Linked DNA regions of Hordeum vulgare: region 2 is linked to region 1. Evidence: chromatin contacts called from public Hi-C data. All regions are on one chromosome and are shown on one strand. The core of a region is the stretch at or near the end of the contact, and the rest is flanking DNA. Distances in the headings are between cores, read along the strand shown.

Evidence for each region. A called contact is a pair of places that touch in the nucleus more often than the background predicts.
Region 2: a contact with region 1 is called in a Hi-C map of seedling, with 2.6 times the contacts expected there. The contact joins the promoter of LOC123449561 here to the promoter of LOC123449557 in region 1. A contact is called at or near these places in 3 of 6 Hi-C or Micro-C datasets (leaf and seedling).

The regions. Positions count from the first base shown.
Region 1 is chr4H:564,112,167-564,119,272 of MorexV3_pseudomolecules_assembly, forward strand. It overlaps LOC123449557 (50S ribosomal protein L18), which reads right to left and starts at 5,499. Exons shown (of 5, transcript XM_045126813.1): 1 at 5,125-5,499; 2 at 4,800-5,001; 3 at 4,582-4,688; 4 at 4,336-4,488; 5 at 3,837-4,211. The coding sequence starts at 4,911. The coding sequence ends at 4,056. It overlaps LOC123449556 (pentatricopeptide repeat-containing protein At1g74630-like), which reads left to right. Exons shown (of 1, transcript XM_045126811.1): 1 at 1-1,899. The coding sequence ends at 1,465.
Region 2 is chr4H:564,293,337-564,299,876 of MorexV3_pseudomolecules_assembly, forward strand. It overlaps LOC123449561 (glycerol-3-phosphate dehydrogenase [NAD(+)], chloroplastic), which reads left to right and starts at 4,485. Exons shown (of 10, transcript XR_006632024.1): 1 at 4,485-4,843; 2 at 4,926-5,062; 3 at 5,229-5,334; 4 at 5,414-5,615; 5 at 5,782-5,869.

The DNA of each region.
Region 1 (7,106 bases), core at 4,249-6,748:
CTCCACGAAGCACGACCTCCGCCTCATCCACGGCGCTCTCCTACGCCGCCGCCACCTCCTCCCCGCCGCGGACGCCTTCGCGGCGCTCGCCAAGCTCCTCCGGTTCGCCGCCGTCTCCCCCGCGGGCGACCTCCGCCAAGCAGCCGCGATCCTCTCCGCCCACCTCCCGTTTATCTCGTCGGCCTCCTCCCATCCCGCCTTCTTCTACAACACCCTCATGCGCGGCCTCGCCGCCTCCTCCTCGCCCGGCGACGCCATCGGGCTCTTCGCCGCGATGCGCCGCGCGGGCGCAGCGCCCGACGCCTTCACCTTCACCTTCGTCCTCAAGTCCTGCTCTCGCTGCCCTTCGGGCCGACGTTTACCTTCCGACCTCCACGCCCAGGCGATCAGGCACGGCTGCCTCGGCGAGCTCAGCGCGCACACGCACGTGCACAATGCGCTGCTTCACGCTTACGCTTGCCGGGCGGCCGTCGACGACGCGTGCAGGGTGTTTGAAGAAATTCCAGTTCGGGACGTGGTCTCCTTCTCAGGGCTACTCACGGCGCATCTGAAAGCCAATGATTTGCACGCTGCCCGCCTTGTGTTCGACCAGATGCCTCACCGGGATGTAGTTTCTTGGACAGCGATGATTTCTGCATATGCCAAGGCTTGCCGGCCACAGGAGGCCTTGGCATTGTTTGATGCAATGCCTATGCAGCCAGACGAGGTGACCATGGTGAGTATTGTGTCCGCGTGCACCACACTCGGGGATCTTGCAACTGGGGAGCGAGTGCGGAGGCACATTGATTCCCTTGGTTTTGGATGGATGGTGTCACTTCGCAATGCACTCATGGACATGTATGCTAAGTGTGGTTCCCTCCCTGAGGCTCGAGCTTTGTTTGATGGGATGACGGTGAGGAGCTTGGCATCTTGGAACACGCTGATCTCGGCATATGCATCCCATGGCGATCTGGACAACACGATTGCTGTGTTCTATCAGATGCTGGCTGAAGGCAACACTGTGAAGCCAGATGGGGTGACGCTGCTTGCATTACTAATAGCCTACACGCACAAGGGCTGTGTTGAGGAGGGGCGTGCCATGTTCAATGCGATGCAACGAGGCAACTTTGGTAAAGTGGAACTCACAGTCGAGCACTATGGGTGTGTGGTGGACATGCTTGGGCGCGCAGGGAAACTCGAGGAGGCATACCAAGTGATTGAGCAAATGCCAATTCCGAGCAATGCTGTGATCTGGGGTGCGCTACTTGGTGCTTGTCGGACTCATGGGGATATTGACATGGCAGAGCGGGCTGTGAAGGAGCTAAGGAACCTAAACCCAGAGGAGGGTGGGTACTACATTTTGCTCAGTGATATGTACGCATCTGCTGGTCGGATAGCAGAGGCCACAGAGATTAGACATGCCATGAATGAGAGGGGGGTCCAGAAGACTACAGGCCGGAGCACTGCCTTTCTGCCTCAGCTGTAATTTACCCTTATCTGGCTATCCTTAAGATCACAATTCACAACCATGTCATGCCAACTAGATGATACATACCAATCTATCTTCTCTTCACACCAGACAAGCATATGGATTGGTCACATTTGTCTCAGTCTTCTTTCCAAGGTGTGATGATTGATACCAATGGTGTAAGGCTGCTGGCAACTAAGGTTAAGGTAATCAAAATACCTGTGCTGATAGACTGGTTGAGTTGAGTCAGGTGATGGTACATAGACAATGGCCACACCAAAGCCAGTTTCAGTATGTATGCATGTTAAGTATAGCCCAGTTTAGCTGTCACTTACATTATTATGTATTTATGTACCAGTCCATACTTGATGCTTACACCACAAAAGGTGGCATTTGCGGTACAGGACCTTGAAGGTCTGAACTTCTTTAAAGCCAACCCCTTCAACATCTTAGTCTTGACTACCAGGTGCACACTGTCACTAGGATTGCCTCTGGCATGGGCGAGAAACAAGTGCGTATTTCCAAGACCAGTATCATCTAACCTTGTGCGGCCCAGTGATAAATGTGGTTGCCAGAAGGTGATGAAATTACCTAATGAACTTCAAGTGATTATGCCTTGTGGGCTCCAGCAATAGTTACTTTAACGAACTTCAAGTAAGTAGTGAATAGTATTTCCAGAAGTCCTTAAGTTTGAGCTCTTGCCTTGCTATTTCTAGAGGGATTGTTAGCAATAATCTATAACTTTTTTTAGAAGAGCAGTGTGGTACACTACAATCATTTTCCATTGAACTATTAGCAAGTGATATGTTTTCTTGGAACTAGTTTGGTGCTTGTTTAACCATAAATTGACTTTTTTTTAGAATCCCATAAATTGACAGTTAAAAGTCCACTAGAATGCCTTAAGATTTCCATTTTAACATGTTCTGGGTATCCCTCACAGATTCCATGTTGATTAAATTTACCCATTTTCTATGTATGATTGGCAATTCCTTGTTTGCATCTTTGTTAGACAAGCTCATCATGTTCTGGGAAGGGATTTTTCTTTTCACTCTGGGTGCTTAACATTTTGCAATATTTGATGGATGTTTACTCCTGTTGTATACTATGGTTACCTAAATCTCCCATACTAGACTACCAGTGGTGTAGATTTTTCATATTAAGGTTCAGGAAATTAACTTTGGTTAGCTACCTTAAGGCTCTGTTCGGTTGATAGGGTTGTGAAGAGGTTTTGACAGACATTGAGGTGGATTTAATCCTCTACAAGTCAAAACCTCGCCAAATCCCTTCCAATCCCCTCGACAAAGGGTGCAACCGAACAAGGCGTAAGGAGGGTTGTTTTTGGAGGAAGAGAAGAGAAAGCTCGATGAATCAGCGCATACAGCCTGCTAGATGGCACAGCTGGGACAAACCTGATGATGAACAACACTATTTTTCTAAGTTGCAAGAGGCTTGACTGTAAGGTTATTCATCGTTCGCTGCTTAATATACTGCAGATGTGATGTTGACACAAAATATTGTCATTCATGACAGGTGCGCTTGTCCAGGATCCAGCATGTTGAACCGAAAAAAATTGGTACTACAATTGGCCAGTGACTAAGTTGGACCATTCCTTGAACAAACTTATATTCGCTCGTGCATCAGAAGTCTATGGCTTGCCTCTGAAAAAAATTAAGCCTCTGTAACATAGGGAGTCTTAGTGATGAACCTTTGTGTGTTCTCGATTATTTTTTGAGAGAGTTGTTTATTTGAAATGACAGAGGAGTTCTTGCTCCTCCCCAACCCCAAACTCCTCATGTAACTGTATGCTACTCTCTGTAACTGCTTGATGCTGTGATAATATATGTTCAGGCCGGAGTAAGTCCGCCGTTGACGCGTAAAAAAAAGAAAGTGGAGAAACATTTTATGGTTGTTAGTGATGATTGTCTGGCTCAATAACAAGCTGTGAAATACCAAGTATGAGCCATATGCCCTGAATCATACATCAAGCAATTCACAGGGCAAATATGAGCCATATGCCCTACAGGCTATACTCCTACTCTTCACTAGATGGGAACAAAAGGAACAGCTTCAGCATAGTATGCTATCTTAACTGCCACTGTGCCTATCAACTAGATGTACTAATTTGAAGAATGCAGGCCACTGAAAAAAATAAGCCTCTGTAAGTCTCGGTGATGAACCTTTGTGTGTTCTCGTTTTTTATTTTGAGACTATTGTTTATTTGAAATGACAGTGGAGTCCCCCCACCCCCAACACAACACACACACACACACCAACCCCAAACTCCTCATGTAACTGTATGCCACTCTCTGTAACTGCTTGATGCTGTGATAATATGTGTTCAGGCCGGCGTAAGCAATTGTCCTGATGTAACCGTTGACGCGTAAAACAATGACAGTGGAGAAACATTTTATGGTTGTTAGTGATAATTGTCTGGCTTAATAACATGCTGCGAAATACCAAGTATGAACCATATGCCCTGAATCATACATCAAGCAATTCACAGGGCAAATATGAGTCATATGCCCTACAGGCTACACTCCTACTCTTCACTAAATAATATTCTACGCCGAGCAGCCGGTGCAGGCCTCCCAAGCATATCACAGTTTTGCTATCTGGGCAGGAACCCGTGCTGCGCGACGGGATCCTCGAACGCCATCATCTTCTCCCCTCGAGCGAACCCGTTGCGGTCGTAGCACGAAACCTCGGAGATGTCCAGCTCCTTGCAGGCCTTGACGAGCTCCTCCCCGACCCTCCGAGAGGCCTCCTGCTTGCCAACAACAAACAGCTCAAGGTCAGGAGATGCACCTTGCAGCTTTTGTTTCAGATGCAAATGCAATGCAAGTTCAACCGACGAGTCGACGACGAAGGAGCAGGTTTGGTTGGCTTACCACGGTGGTGCATGGAGGGTCGCCGCGGATTTCCTCCTGCAGGGTGCTGGCGTAGAAGAGGATCTTCTTGCCGTGGTCGTCGACGAGCATGGCGTAGAGCTGCCTGTTGGAGCAGAAGACGGACATCCTGGGCTTCTTCGCCGTGCCGTTGTACTGCAGCCAAAGAGAATTGAGAACTCCCTTCAGATTGTTGGTCGTGGTTGGAACCCACAAGGCCACAACCCAACCCTGAGGTGAGCACCGTACCTTTTTCTGCAGCCGGCGGTTCCTGACCTTGGCGTTCTCCTTGCGCGTGCCGTGCCTCGCTGTGGCCTCGATCCTCGGGTACGCTCCGCGCCGGCGTGCCACCACGCCTGCGCGCAGAAAGAGAGAGAGGATGCATCACATGAGATAGGCAGCTAAGCCGGAGCCAGTTGATAAAAGCACGGAGAGAAGCCGGGAGGCGGTATGACGGCGTGGCTCACCTGGGTGCCGTCGAAGAGGGAACTCGAAGCAATTAGTCGTGAATGGCAGGGAGCTGGAGGTGGAGGGACACGGCAATGGTGGCCGGCCGAGGGTGGCCCCTAGCAACGCCATTGATACAGCACGAGGAGACCAGCTCGGTTAGGGCAATTTGTCGAACAGGTCGCGCGCGCTCAAGTCCCGTTGGCCACCGGATTTCACACCCTGTGGATTCAGAGAAGAAAACAATAGAGTGTGGCATTTGAGCAATGATTCTGAGTGCTGCATGATGAGCAGAGCAAAAATTCATACCCAGTTGGAGTTGAGGAGGATCCACACCGAACTCACAGTGGTCAGCGTCGCTGCCTGCTGGTCGCTGCGCTCCCGTCCTGCAGCGCCGCACTGGGAAGACACGGAGCGCCGGGCGATGGACGCCACAGCCCGCCGGCCGGTGCGAGCTCCGAGGTCGCCGCCTCGCCGGGGCCCCCTGTCCTGCGACGCTGTCCACTAATCCGCCGCCGCGAGGGCGAGGCCACCGTCACGAGGGCGAGGGCGTCTCAGCTGCCTGCGTCGTCTCGCCGTCGACCACGCGCGCGGCGCGCCTCATCCAATCTCTCCAAGCCACGGAAAAAAAAAACATCAAGCAGGCAGCGTTTACAAGGCCCAGGCCGGCCGAGACTACGTGGGCTTTGATGGAAATGGCCCATCAGGCCACGGCCGCACGTCTCCTCGCACCGCCGAGCAAAAACAAAAAGAGAGAGAGAAACCAAGCCGCTAAATAAACAATCACGCCACCCACCCCCCCTGGGGAACCCACCAAAAAACCTATTGCTTTCGAGGAGCAAAAAAATCTAGCCGTTCTTATCTCGTAACCCTTGGATTCATCTGCGCTTGCACTTGCATTTAATAACCTCTCATCATGAACGATCGACACCTGTTGTCCTCCTCCTCCCGTCCCCAGCATCACTTTCGACCCACCTGCGTCGGATTGACCCTCAGATGCGCCCCGGTGCCCCTTTCGTCACTTTCTCCCGCTTTTCCTTCTTTCTTTTCTTTTTCTTTTCCCCACGAGAGGGAAGAAAAGGTGGTAAAAAGGGCCGACCAATGGGTCATCCGACGTGACCTCGTGCCACGGCTCGGCCATGCAGTTTCTCTGGCAACTGGCCCCGCGCGCCCTGGAGCTCCGGTTGCACGTACGTACGTACGTACGCAGATCGTTGAAAACTCTCACAGTCTCACGTCCTCTCGTTCTTCCACGTGTGACTCAGGAAAACGCCGGTGACGGTGAGGATAATATTTTGTTGCACCACTCCTGCGACACAGTCCCCATACATATTCTCAAGATAATCTTGGAAGCTTCGTCCCTTCTGAAATCTTGGATCCAGGACCGACGCCAACGTTTGAAAAATCTATTTATATAGTATAATAATGTATACAAGTCTACACTGGCAGGCAGCTAGATGTGGCATATACCCCGTATCGTTCTGTTTCGTGCTCCATCAAGTTTTTGCACTGCAAAATGAAAAAAAATACTGTATATCCCAAGGCGGCATGGGAACGGATTGGGCTTTCAAACATGCTAGCTGCACAGATTTTTGGACGAAACGATATGAGATACTACACCAGATTGATGTTGATGATATTAATTTATAAAGAGATAGCTTTTGGATGAGTGCCACTAGGATACAAGCACCCATGCCCCCACACGTGTGTGGGCCCGGCACCCTCTAGTGTTGAGTATTTAGATTTGCTTGATAGACATAGATATGGCAGCTACTTTTCAACCACAAAGAAGATTCACTAGAAAAAGAAAAGAGGGCGTAAAGTAAACAAGAGAACATCACCTCACCACACAATATTGTGTAGTAGTAGTGAGGTATGATAGTAAAAGGCAGAGACGGGGTAGAGAACTTTCTAGAATAGAGAACTCACTGACATGTACTCGTGTCTCTTGTTGGTTTCGGCAAAGCTTCTTTATGTGAATATTCAGCCTATGAGGTTTTATCTGAATTTCTCTTGTATGGGAGAGTACCTCACCATGCCGGACAAAGCTTTCTACGAGATAGACCAGAATCTCCAGGGAGCTCTAAATGGGTACATACTATTCATATATTAAAAACTTGTGCGACATCTAATGTATGCCATAAAGATGGTACTATGAATGATGTAGTAACATAAAGTGATAGTCAAGTTGCTATGTGGTTCTAAAAAGTAACGGTCAAATAAGCATCTACCCCGCAAAAAGGAGAATCAAGTAAGCTTCTTAAGAACATCGTCAACCGGACACCTCTGTCGACCTCTCATACGTTTGTGGACGCGCCATGATGATG
Region 2 (6,540 bases), core at 3,235-5,734, 180 kb after region 1:
ACTTTTGGCGAACAACGCGGCAGCCCGCCATCGACCCGCCAGACCTGATCTGCCTGAGCTGGTCAAAGAAGCGGAGGTCGTAGACGTCGTCGGGGCCGGCGAAGAGGACGACGCCGGCGAGGCGGTGCTCCTCCATGTGCCCCAGCGCTAGGTTCCGCTGGTGGTGCCGGTACGCCACCCCGGCGCCGCGCAGCAGCTGCGCGGTAGGCAAGGCCTCCGCCGCCGGCTCCACGACCAGCCACAGCACGGGCGGGGTACGAGCCTGAGCGCGTGCGCGGCACACGTGAGCCCGGCGGCCCGCCACTCCGGGTCGGACCGCTCGGTGGCCGTGACCACCACCAGCAGCCGCGGCTGCCCCAGCGGCTCCAGCGCCGGCGGCGAGGGGAGGACGGCGACGTGGACGCGCCCGGAGCAGGAGCACGGTCTTGTCGAAGGCGCCGTCGACGGCGTGCAGCGCGCGGGAGACGTGGGCGGAGGCGGAGGCGGCCCAACGAGCGGCCGGGGCGAGGCCAGCGAGGAGGCGGCCCAGCGGGCGGCCGGGGCGAGGCCGGCGAGGAGGCGGCACGGCGCCAACTTCGTCATCACCGGCGGCACGACGCTGAACACAAGCAAATTCGTGGCCAAGGGACTGAGCAAGACGGTGTGGAACTCCGTCTCTCTGCACACCCAGATCAAGTGGCTGCAGAAGATGAAGCCCAAAATCTGCAGTTACAACTTACAAGTACTAAGTTGCTTCGACTAGTATCGGAGTACTAAGCTGCACGTCCAGTACCGGAGTTGGTGAGACCTAGACTGGGATTGGCATAGCTCCGATCCTACGAAGACATATGCGGGATATACGGGACACTCGACGGACGAAGCGGTCATTGCCGTCTAATCCCGCTTGTGCTAATGCGGTCAGGCCAGCTATGCGTGCTAGGCTTTTTTTGCGGGACGACCTTGCGGCTTAGAGCATCTCTAATAGAGCCCTCAAACCCTTAAAAATAACTGTTTTTTTTATAGTTTTCATCGAAAAAATAGCGTAGAATAGAACCCTTAAACCCTTAAAACCGTAAAACAAATTAGAGGTCGAACCCTCAAACCCCTTCCCAGCCTGTAGAAGTGAGGGTTGGGGGGGGGGGGGAAACTGCCCCCAACCCGCACTCCTCTTCCCAAATCGCGCGGGAGGCAAAACTCCCTCGCCTTCCCAGCTCGTCCCGCGCCGTCGCCGCCATGGAGGGTTCCGCCCCGGCCGCCGCGGCCGCTGCGCCCGCCCCGACCGCCGCCGCCGCGCCCGCCCCCGGCCCCGGCCATGTCCTGCAGCCGACCGGCCCCCAATCCCTCCCGCTCCTCCCGCCCCGCCGCCTCCCCTCGCATCCCGTTGCCACGCTCTCCCTCGCCCCCCGCAGTTTTCGGAGGCGGGAGGCTCCTGCGCACCTCGCGATCGTCGCCTCGGCCTCCGAGGTCCTCGACTCCACCAACGACGCCGCTCCCGCGCCGGCGAGTCCTGCACCTGCAGTGACGAGATGCGCAGGGTGCTCGACGTCACACTGCTCTGCGCCTCTAGCCTCCCGATCAACCGGCCGTCGATGAGGTCCGTTGTGAAGCTGCTCCTCGAGGTCAGCAGCAAGACCGTCGTGGTGCTGGTGGAGAAGGAACCTCTTGGTGCGTGATTGATGCATGGCTGACCAAGTGCAATATGATGCCGTGGTGCCGGCGAGCCTGGGTGCTGCTGATTAGTGCTTCCCTGGGTGCTGCTGATTGACTGATTGGCTGACCAAGTGCAATATGATGACGATGGTAATGCCAAACTGCTGTATTCTCTTGTTGATCTCTGAATTTATGGATGTATAATAGACCTATAATGTGGTAGAGAAGCTTAGTTTTTTTGTCTCTAGAGTTCCATATTTTTGGAGTCCTACAGGCAACAACCAAAGTATCTATTGAATTTTATCTGAAGAACATTTTGTAATCATCTTACCTATTAATAAAGCAAATAGTGCTTCTTCCGTATGTCATCCAAATTGTCCTTAAAGTTGATTAAAATTACCCACCAATGACACCTATAAGTCATAGAAAACGTTTCAAAAAAAAAAATCTCCAGACTGGGCCGGCCCATGTAGTCACCTCCTATATTACGCTTTGGGCGTCGAAAAAAGATGCATCACACCTGTTTGGGCCGGCCCATGCGTGGGCGCCTGTATTTTTACTTTAGTTTTTTTATTTCTCTTTTCAGTTCCATTTTGTTTTTCTACTTTAAATAATTTAGAACTTCAAATAACTTTGGTCAATTTTAAGAAACTGAGAATTTCGAAATAAATTTTCAAAAAAACATATTTTTTTAGAATTCAAAAACTACTCAGGATTTTTGAAAAATGTTTGCATATAAAAATGTTTAAACTTTGAGAAAATGTCCATAAAATTAAAAAAGTCAACAATTTTAAACAAAAGTCTGTGTAAAAATCTTAAAAACAGTTCGTGCCTCTGTTTTTAGTCTCATTTTTTATTTTCATTTTTTTGTTCCATTTTTTAGTTTAAATAATTTAGAACTTTGAAAAACTTTTGCAATTTATAAAACTGGGAATTTTGAAATAAAAGTTTGAAGAAAACATAAAATGTTTGTGAATTCAAAAAATGCTCAGGATTTTTGTAAAAATATCCGCATATTCAGAAAAATGTTCATAATTTTGAGAACAATGTTGATGAAAACAATAAAAGTCCATGATTTTGCAAAAAAGTTTGTGTATTATTTTTTAAGTGCAATTAAAAAAATATTTGCTAATTCAAAAAATGTTCATGCATTTCAAAAATGTCCTAAAATTTTAAAGGCATAATACGATCAACACCATTGAAGATTATAATTGGTTTTTTCCCGTTGCAACACACGGGCCCTTTTGCTAGTACCCCCTCCGGTCTTTTTTACTCCGCATATTAGATTTAGGTCAATTCAAACTTTACAAAGTTTGACCAAATATATATTGAAAAATATCAACATCTACAATACAAAATATATATATCATGAAACTAGCTTTCATAATGAATCTAACAATATTAATTTGACATTGTGAATGTTGATACATGTTTTCTATAAATTTGGTCAAAGTAGAGATACTTTGACTTCAGACAAAGCTAATATGCAGACTAAAAAGGACCGGAGGGAGTATATCTAATGAAGCTTGGACTAGATAATAGTATGCTGAGTTTGTAAGATAAAATAAGGCTGATATGTTTGGCATGAATAGAACTGATGTGAAGTAGAATGGTATACATCTTCATTTTTGAATATGTTTCCTATCAGAGTTTTAAGGGTTGGGGTTGGGGCAAAGAATAGAACCCTCAAACCCAACCCTTAAAAGTGTTAAAAATAACCAATTCTCAACCCTTAAAACTGGTTTTAGATTTAAGGGTTTGAGAATTCTACTAGAGATGCTCTTAGAGCATCTCTAGTAGAACCCTCAAACCCTTAAAAATAACCGCTTTTTTACAGTTTTCATCGGAGAAACGGCGTAGACTAGAACCAAACCCTTAAACCCGTAAAAAAATTTAGAGGTCGAACCCTCAAACCCCTTCCCAGCCTGTAGAAGTGAGGGTTGGGGGGAAAACTGCCCCCAACCCGTACTCCACTTCCCACCTCGTGCGGGAGGCAGTTGGTTCCCGCCCGCGCGAGGAAGTTGTTCCGGCCGCCGCCGCCCCGCCGCCTCCCGCGCTCCAGCCGCCGCCCCGCCTCCCCCCGCGCTCCGGCCGCCGCCCCCCGCGCTCCGGCCGTCGCCCCGGCCCCGGCCCCGCCGCCCCTCTGCGCCCAGGCCCCGGCCCCGCGCTCCAACCGCCGCCGTCGCGCCCGCCGCGCCCCCGCCCGCCGTCGCCACGCCTGCCGCCGCCCCCCACGCTCCAGCCGCCGCGCCCCCGCCCCCCACGCTCCAGCCGCCGCGCCCCCGCCCGTCGCCGCCACGCCTGCCGCCGCCCCCACGCTCCAGCCGCCGCGCCTGCCGCCGCGCCCCCGCCCCCCGCGCTCCAGCCGCGGCCGTCGCCGCCGCCTGCCGCCGCGCCCCCGCCCCCCGCGCTCCAGCCGCGGCCGTCGCCGCGGCGCCTGCCGCGGCCGCCCGCCAAGAAGGGCCGCGGCGCCCGGCGGAGCTCCACCGCGCGGTACGCGAGACGGCCTCGTCCAGGCAGCGCGAGCGCGAGCTCTTCCGCGGCTGAAGTCATTTTTGTATCCTCTGTTCCTCCGCGTGCATGTTCATAGTGTTCAAAACTAGGCTATAAGGATTGGGTTTGAGGGTTCTAGTCTTTGCCTCTGTTTTTCAACCCTTAAAAGTGTCAAAAATGATCAATTCTCAATCCTTAAAACTGATTTTGGATTTAAGGGTTCGAGGGTTCTAGTAGAGATGCTCTTAGCGGGCAGTCCCGCTCGCCCTGCATCCCTGTGTGTATGTGTACGCACACATTTTTTTTCATATTGGTATTTGAGTACCGACTCCATTTGAGAGCTGAAGAACGCAGAGCGACAAAAGGAGAAATCGAGAAAGGGGCGGGAACGGATAAGATAGCAAAACCAAACACCTTCCATTCTTCCATTTGCCCCCCTTCGCTGCCCTCTCTCATGGCCACCGCCGCCTTCCTTCCCCCCACCACATCCCCAATCCTTCGCCCTCGCCTCCCCACCGCTCGCCACCGTGCCTCACCCATCTGCGCCGCCGCCTCCGACGCGCCGCCGCCAGATGCCGGGTCGGACGAGGGGGAGGCCCCTTCTCGCAGCGGCCGGAAGGACCGGCGCCGCGTGGTGCGGATCGCGTGGGAGAAGCTCGTCCGGTGGTCTCGCTCCTGGCGCAGCCGCAACCGCAGCGACGTCCTCGAGACCACGCGCAAGGTGACACAAGGACTTCAGTTTGCTTCAACCCGTTGGGGCCGCAAACTTATCTGCGGGATCTGATCGTCGGAGGAAACTGCAGGTCGTGGTCCTTGGAGGGGGCTCGTTCGGAACGGCGATGGCGGCGCAGGTGGCAGCCAAGAAGCCCGGCCTTGAGGTGGCCATGCTGCTCCGGGATGACCTCGTCTGCCGCTCCATCAACGACCGCCATGTCAACTCGTGGGTAACCTCGTTGCTTTCCTTACTAGTAGCATTCAGATACTTCCCCATGAAAAGACTATGTGTCTCGCTTCGTAAGGAAAATGTTGCAAACCATTTGATTGATTGATTGATGCACACAGCCAAAAAACATTGTATGTAACACTCTGCTTTCACTCCACTGCAGCAAATACTTGTCAGAATACAGCTTGCCAGAAAATATTGTTGCAACAACTAGTGCTAGTGAAGCTTTAGCAGGAGCTGATTTCTGCTTCCATGCTGTCCCTGTTCAGGTATTAACACTTCTTTATGAAGCACTCTGGTTTGCAGGAGGGTTTCTTCTTTTTTGGAGTCTGATATTTTTCCTGGCAGTTCAGTTCATCCTTTCTTGGCAGTATTTCAACATATGTTGATCCAAAGTTGCCATTCATATCACTTAGCAAAGGGCTGGAACTTAACACCCTTCGGACAATGTCGCAAATCATTCCTCTCGCACTGGGAAATCCTCGCCAACCATTTATTGTTCTGTCAGGACCTTCTTTTGCAGTGGAACTGATGGAGAAATTACCAACAGGTTAGTTCTCCTTTTCAAAAAAATTTGTCATACTCTCTTGTGCTTTCTTGTGACACCAAGTTATCTGGTTCATGTTGCTTATGTTTAAGAATATTTTGACTTTCCAAGCACGTTTTGGAATCTGTTTGTAAATAGAACTGCATAGTTATCCAAGTTAATATTGCAGCTATGGTGGTGGCATCCAAAGACAAAAAGTTGGCAAGTGCTGTTCAGCAGCTCTTAGCGTCATCAAATTTGAGGATAAGCACATCAAGGTAATTATACCTAATACTTCACCTTTAGACGCTATGATAATCTTCAGCCACAAAACGTGTACAAAAGCATGCATGTCATAATCACGATTATTGTTTGTTTGGTTGCGCAGTATTCTTTTCAGCCACAAAACTATCTGCTACTACATGATTAAATAATAGGATACCACTTACTATGAACAACTTTGAGATTTCTTTTGCATAAGAGGATCTATATTGCCCACCTGTGGACAATTGATTTAGTTATTCATGTAGGAAAATGTTGTGGACTACCAGGAGGGAGTCCAAGCAGAGAGAAGGGTTCGGCTAGCAGATTTCGTAGGCTAGGTGTTAAGGTGAGAGTTCATATTAGCACAGGTCTAAGGAGTCCAATTGATTAGGAAGGCTGAAGCATCTATTACTCCAACGCAAATTTGTTGTCTTAGATTTGTCTAGACAAATCCAAGACAACTAATTCGGGGCGGAGGGAGTAGTATATAATCATGTATCTAGGGTTGGATGAATAATAGTCTGTCGATCTCACGATCTGAAGGTAGTCGTGGAACAAATGTAAAGAGAGGGGCGGTGCCCAAAGGGATCTCGTCGGCGATGATGCTGATACAGTGGTTTACTCAGGTTCAGCCCCCTAGATGGGTAATAGCTCCACGTCCTGCCTAGACCTGGGCATGCACAGC